Linked DNA regions of Oryctolagus cuniculus: region 2 is linked to region 1. A link is a contact called in public Hi-C data. All regions are on one chromosome and are shown on one strand. The core of a region is the stretch at or near the end of the contact, and the rest is flanking DNA. Distances in the headings are between cores, read along the strand shown. Region 1 has its middle 13 kb from the start of TMEM185B. Region 2 has its middle 30 kb from the start of INHBB.

Region 1 (3,234 bases), core at 377-2,876:
CCTTTTCATGCTCGTGTCTAGAACTCCGTTGTCCCTGGTACCCGGTAGGTAAAGGAGGGAGCTCTGGGCATGGGCTCTCGCCCTGCCTCCCCAGGTCACTCACCAACAGACACACCCCAAGCCCTAGGTGCAGGGACAAGGGACAGAGGCAGAGTCAAAGGTGGCTCACCCAGGCACATAACCAGGACGCTCGTGGCTGTGACCAAGCGGCACTGACTAGGTGGCTGAAGCCCAGAGTCTGCGGGACCCCAGCCCCTTTGACAGTCCCCGGAGGAGCCTGCCTTTTCTCTCTCTCCACTTCTGTGGCCTCTGGTGTCCCTTGTCTGTCACTGTGTCACTGCAGGCTACGCTCAGTCACTACAGGGATTCTCCCTCATGTCTACATCTCTGTATCCAAATCTCTATTTATAGAAACACAACTCACCGGGCCAGGGCCCAGCCAGCTGCCAGTAAATCCCAGGCCACCTCCTCCAGGCAGTTTTCCTGGACAGCCTCACTCTTTGGGGGATGGGCAAGGGTGTCTCTGGCTTCTGACTCAGCATTTGCTCTGCTGCCTTGACACGCCCTGCTGCTATGTCTCTGACTTCTTGGCAGGACTGTCCCCTTCCTCAAGGGCGGGACCAGGGCTGCTCTCTCCCGGGTTTCAGATGGGCCTGGTATACTGCACCTTAAAAAACAAATGGGGGCCAGCACTATGGTGTAGTGGGTAACGCCACTGCCTGCAGCGCTGACATCCCATATGGGCGCCGGTTCGAGTCCCTGCTGCTCCTCTTCCGATCCAGCTCTCTGCTATGGCCTGGGAAAGCAGTAGAAGATGGCCCAAGTCCTTGGGCCCCTGCACCCACATGGGAGACCTGGAAGAAACTCCTGGCTCCTGGCTTTGGATCAGTTCAGCTCTGGCTGTTGTGGCCTTTTGGGGAGTGAACCAATAAATGGAAGACCTCTCTCTCTCTCTCTCTCTCTCTCTCTCTTTTTCTCTGCTTCTCTGTAACTCTGCCTGTCAAATAAATAAATCTTTTTTTAAAAAGAAAAAAAATGAATGAATGAATGAATGAATGGGAGCCTCTGTGCCAGCCCGAGTCTGCTCCTGGATTGTCCAAAGGGAATGAGGAGAGCGAAGCTGGGACAGAGGAAAGGGAGGTGGAGGGGAGCAAGGATTGAGGAGCCCCCAGAAGGCCCTGGGCGGGGGCATGGACTCAGAGCCAGGGCAGGGCAGGACAGTGCAGCCACCAGAAGTGGCAGTGGGGACCAAGGTTCTGAGGCCATGGGAGGAGACAGGTGAAGGCTGGCCAGGCCCCCTGTGGACAGATCTGTACTGCGGCCCCCCGGCACCTCACCATGTGTGTAGCACGGTGCTCAGAGGGAACCGAGCTGCAGCAGGTGCAGTTCCAGGCCCCTGGCGTCCACTGCTCCCACCCCCTATGAAGCCAAAAAAGAAAGTGAAAGTGTCAGGCCAGCAGCAGCACAGCTCTGCCCAGTGCCCTTTGGGTGTGCCCGTCTCGCTGCGCAGAGCAGCCTCTGCCCGGGGCATGTGGGCCCCGTGAGCCAGGGGGAGCTTCCCCCAGGGCCACGGCCTGGGCTGGCCTTCTGAGCAGCCGGCTCCTGTGGGGAGCCTGGCCTGGACAGGCACCTGCTGGCAGGGCTGGGGCTGAGACCTCACAGCCTCCTCCCCCCACCCCCACCCCGCCCAGGTAGCGCCTAGCTCTGCAGCCTCCCCTAGTGGTGGCTTCTGCTGCCTGCACCCCGTCTGGTGCAGCCACAGGTTGTCTCCCGTGCAGGCCCCACGTGATACCAGGGTCAACAGCCCTCTGTGGATCGCCTAGGCCTCAGTGCAGGGGGCATGGGCACCTGGGCCAATGCCAGCAGCCCCTTCCCATCCCCTGTGCCACCCCAAGAAGACCCGGTACGCCCCCTTCTGGCTCAGGGACCATCCTGCTCTGTGTGTGAGTGTGTGTGTGTGTGTGTGTGTGTATGGCTGGATTGGGCTCAGGTCAAGGGCAGGGGCAGAGCGTGGGAAATGGATGGCCAGGGGACCTTGAGAAGGGGAAGGAGAGGCTGGGCCGGCCTCAGCGGGCACGCCCAGGCAGGAAGTCCTGCCACGCCCGGGACTGACTTCCTGTCACTGGCAGGTTCTCCGTGGGGCTGTGGGCTGGGCCCCGGGGCCTCCCGACTCCAGCCGCGGGGAGGGCTGAGCAGCGCCACCTGGACCGTGGCTCCCACAGACCTGACAACCAAGAGTGCTCAGAGCCCCTCGGCCCATCCCGGTGCCCGGCCAGGAAGGGACAGCTTGACCCCGCGGTGCCCCGTAGGCCCTTTTTCTGGAACACTCCTCACACTCTCCCATCCCCGTGGTCCCCACAGGCAGTCTGGGAGGCAGGGACGGCTCTTTCGGAATCCTGCCCGCCGCTTCCTGACGGAGATGCGGGAATACAGAGATTCCGCTGCAATGCCCTCGTCTCAGTTGGGCGATTTTTAATTGGACCTTGCAGTGATCCTTATTTTTTTTTCTTGGATCTGCAGCTCTACCGAAGAAGCTAAGGTTTATTGTTTGTTTGTTTTATTTCTTTGGGGTTTATTGTTTTGGTGAAGATAAGAAAACCAACATCTTACATACCTGTAAGTTCCAGATGGGACTGGCTTCCTCTCCAGGGGCCCACAGCCTCAGGACTGCACCAGGGCCCTGCGTGTCTCCCTCTCTGCTGCTGCCCTCCGGTTGGCCTCTCACAGGTCAGCTCTCACTGGAGAATTTCTCCCGGGAGCCCTTCAGTAGGTTTCTCCTCCCGTCTCATGGGCCCGAATCAAGCAGCTGGGTGGGTGTAGTAAAATATTTATATAACATGGAAGTTGCCATATTAACCATTTAAAACTTTTTTTTTAACTTTATTTTACTTTTTTTGAGAGGGAGAGGATCAGAGAGAGAGAGAGAGAGAGAGAGAGAGAGATTTTCTAACTACTGGCTCACTCTCTAAATATCTACAAAGACCAGAGCTGGGCAAAGGCAAAGTCAGGAGCCAGGTCTCCCTCGTGGAAGGCAGGGACCCATCCCAGGTGTTTATTTAGAATTGGGAGCAGAGCTGGGACTTGAACCCGGGGCACTCTGATATGGACAGGTCGTAGGCTCCACTGCTAGGCCAATTACCCACCTGCCTGCTCCTTCGAGTGTGCAATTCAGGGACACTGGTTACATCCGCATTGCTGTGCCCCATCATCATCACATCATCCACATCTGACCCC
Region 2 (3,234 bases), core at 212-2,711, 87 kb before region 1:
TGCCCCCTCCCTCGTGGCTGAGGTCAGTTGTTTGGGCTAAGAGCAGATAAAGGCCATATCCTCCGATAGCAGCCCAGAAGGCCGGGGCCGCTGTGGACACCAGCGGGAATGTGTGTCAACGTCAAGGTCTCCGTGCTTTTTCGAGGCTCCCGTTGCACGTGGAGGAAGCGGTCGCCTGTGGAGCTCCTGGCTTCCTCTCCGCTTTCCAAAGCCTTTCTCAGTAAACAGAGCTGAGTGTGGGAACGGCTTCCTCTCAATTACAATGCAAATTGATTAATGCCGTAAAAATGCGAGCGAAAACCGCCGGCCCTCCGCAACAGTGGGGCTTATGTTGTCTGCCCAGCTTTGCACGGGGGGAAACTTCCTTAAGAGAGCCTGCATTGTTCACCCTTTTTCTTGGCACACCCACTGCACCCAAAGCCTGTAATAACGCAGGTCATTAAACCAAACAACTGCACTTGGAGCCTTTTCAAGGCAGTGATTCAGGCAAGCGCTGTCCGCACGGAACCGGTTTGCAAGGTGCGATCCATCGGATGCTGCTGCCCTCACCACCCAGGGGGAGACCGGCCCCCACCACATTTGCTAAGCCAAAAAAAAAAAAAAAAAAAAAAAGGCGCTTTCTCGAAGCCGCTAGGTGGCGCTGGGTGTTTACCCAAAAAAGGGCAGGCTGTGCCTGGGCGTAGCTCCGACGTGCTGAAATGCCATTTTCCTGTGCAATGACCCTTTACACCAAAATGAATTGGAGGAGGGGTCTCTGTGCTGAGAAACACCTGAAAGTTTTCGACCTGGGAGAACCCCCTAAAGTGTGGCCAGAGATGCCCGTCTCTCACTTTACAGGAAGCGGTGGGAAGGGGTCAAGCAGTGTGTGTGTGTGTGTGTGTGTGTGTGTGTACGAACTTGGGAAGGGGCGGCCAGAATCCAAAGGGAGAGGTCTGCCTACAGAGCTCAGGAGAAGGGTTAGATGACCCTGAAGCACCTTCCAGCTTAGGAAGCTCTGTTTGCTAAAATGGCATTTACTTATTCTATTTATTTGAAAGGGAGAGGGAGAGAGAGAGAGAGAGAGAGAATCTGCCATCCACTGGTTCCCTCCCCCCAAATGCCCACAACAGCCAGGGCTGGGTCAGGCCAAAGCCAGGAGCCAGGAACTCCATCTGGGTCTCCCACATGGGTGGCAGAGACCCAGGCACTCAAGGCATTGCCCACTGCCTACCGGGGTGCGCATTAGCAGGAAGCCGGCATTGGGAGCAGAGCCGAGACTTGAACCCAGGCCCTCCGACACGAGTTGCAAGCATCCCCAGCAACGCCTTAACCGCTACTGCCAAACACCCACTCGGTTTTCTGGCCTATCTGCCGTGAACTGAAAGAGGAAAGCTAGTGCTTCTGTTCCAGACAAATCATGCAAACGTAAGGAGCGAGAAGTTTATATCAAAGCAGCAGATGTATTTCTAAAAGCAGTCTCCTCTTAAAGGAACCCGCTCCCTGGGTTTAGGCAGCAGCATCCAGCAGCGGGGCCTTTCCAGGGCTAACAGAAACTCCCAGCATGAGCCGCGCCTGCGCACACACACAGCGCTTGCCAAGTACTGTTATCTATAGGGTGTTCACGTCTTGCTTCCATTTTTTTCTTAATTAAAAAAAAAATAAGTTTCCTGTTCTAAGTGCTCAGAAAATGCTGGATTAAAACGCAAATCTTCTGGGGGCAGGCGTTGTGGTGCGGCAGGTTCAGCCACCACTTGTAACACCGGCACCCCCCATGGGGAGTCCCGGGGCAGCTTCGAGTCCCAGCTGCTCTGCCGCCAATCCAGCGCCCCATAACACGCTTGAGAAGCAGCCAGTGCTGGCGCGAGTGTTTGGGTTCCTGCCACCCACACGGAAGCCCGAAGGATGCTCCTGGCTCCTGGCTTCAGTCTGGCTCGGCCCCAGCTGCTGTGGCCATTTGGGGAGTGAACCAGCGGATGGAAGGAAGACCTCTCCCTCTGTCTCTCTGTGACTCTGTCTCTCGAATAAATAAATAAAAATCTTTTTAAAAAGTACATACATACAATGGTCCGATGAGCTCTCTGAACAGCCAAGGGGTGGACTCCGGCCCTCAGTTTCTGGAAAGCCAATTAGCATTTCTGAGAACCAGAGTGTTTGTGAGGAATGCAACATTCCGGCCAGGCCAGCGTTGACTGGAAGTCCCGCAGCCGTCCCGGTGAGTTCCTGGCACTTGGGCAAAAATGGCCAGCCCAGTTTGCTCGCACCCCGAGGGCAGGGGAAGGGCGGGGCCCAGGGGAAGTGCACTGGGGGGCAGGCACTGCCCCAGGCACTGAGCGATCCCCCCCCAGGCTGGTGTTGGGTGCCTGTCCCTGTCCGGCAGCTCTCTCCGAAGCCATAGAGCCACAGAAGCAAGTGCCTCCAACAGAAGGAAGTCTGGACGCTGCAGGAGCCACGCGGCTTGTGAAGGGCTGCGGTGGCACCAGGCGGGGCGGCTCTGCAGTGCTCGCCTGCGTCGCAGCCCCCAAGGCAGAGCCTTCCCCACTGAGGGAGGGGCTGGCGCCTCCCTCCTTTTCTGAGATGAGAAGACCCAGGTGACTCTCCGCTTGAGAGAGGGGCAGAGTCCTCACAGGCGGCGTCAAACTGCCCTTCCTGGTCCGCGTCAACAGGTTCAACTGCAACCTGCGATGCCTGCAACCCATGAGTGCCGGTTCGAGTCCCGGCTGCGCCACTTCCTATCCAGCTCTCTGCTATAGCCTGGGAAAGCAGTGGAAGATGACCCAAGTGCTTGGGCCCCTGCACCCATGTGGGAGACCCAGCTGGAGTTCCAGGCTCCTGGCCTTGGTCTGGCCCAGCCCTGGCCGTTGCAGCCATTTGAGAAATAAACCCAGATAGAAGATCTCTCAATCTCTCTCTCTCTCTCTTTCTCTCCCCCCACCCCTTTCAAATCACTCTGCCTTTTAAATAAATAAATCTTTTTAAAAAATCCTTTTTGTTGCTTCAGAAAACTGAGATGCCAGACATTTTCAAAGAGCTGTCAAAAACTCTTTTCAGGGTTAAATGTTAAAAAACCGGACTGGAAAATCCAGTGACCATTGTGGGGATGGAACCTGAGAAGGTCTGCAGAGCGTGCAAGAACTCCCATGCAGATCGCTGAGCAGGGCGTCCGGGTCCCCATGGGCCAGAGAAGGCGAACCTAAGAGTGGCTCACCACGCTATGGCGCTGACTGCTGTGTGAGATCAAGCTGAGGGCTGTTCCCC

Evidence for each region. A called contact is a pair of places that touch in the nucleus more often than the background predicts.
Region 2: a contact with region 1 is called in a Hi-C map of an unstated tissue, with 5 times the contacts expected there. The contact joins two enhancer-like sites. A contact is called at or near these places in 2 of 6 Hi-C or Micro-C datasets (ear pinna and an unstated tissue).

Annotation. Positions count from the first base shown.
Region 1 is chr3:117,931,408-117,934,641 of mOryCun1.1, reverse strand. No RefSeq gene overlaps it. Among named protein-coding and RNA genes, the nearest start is that of TMEM185B, 13 kb to the left of the region's middle. Within about 2 kb of position 1,626, at least 2 of the 8 cell types and tissues checked have an H3K27ac peak or open chromatin away from gene starts, as enhancers often do.
Region 2 is chr3:118,018,083-118,021,316 of mOryCun1.1, reverse strand. No RefSeq gene overlaps it. Among named protein-coding and RNA genes, the nearest start is that of INHBB, 30 kb to the left of the region's middle. Within about 2 kb of position 1,461, at least 2 of the 8 cell types and tissues checked have an H3K27ac peak or open chromatin away from gene starts, as enhancers often do.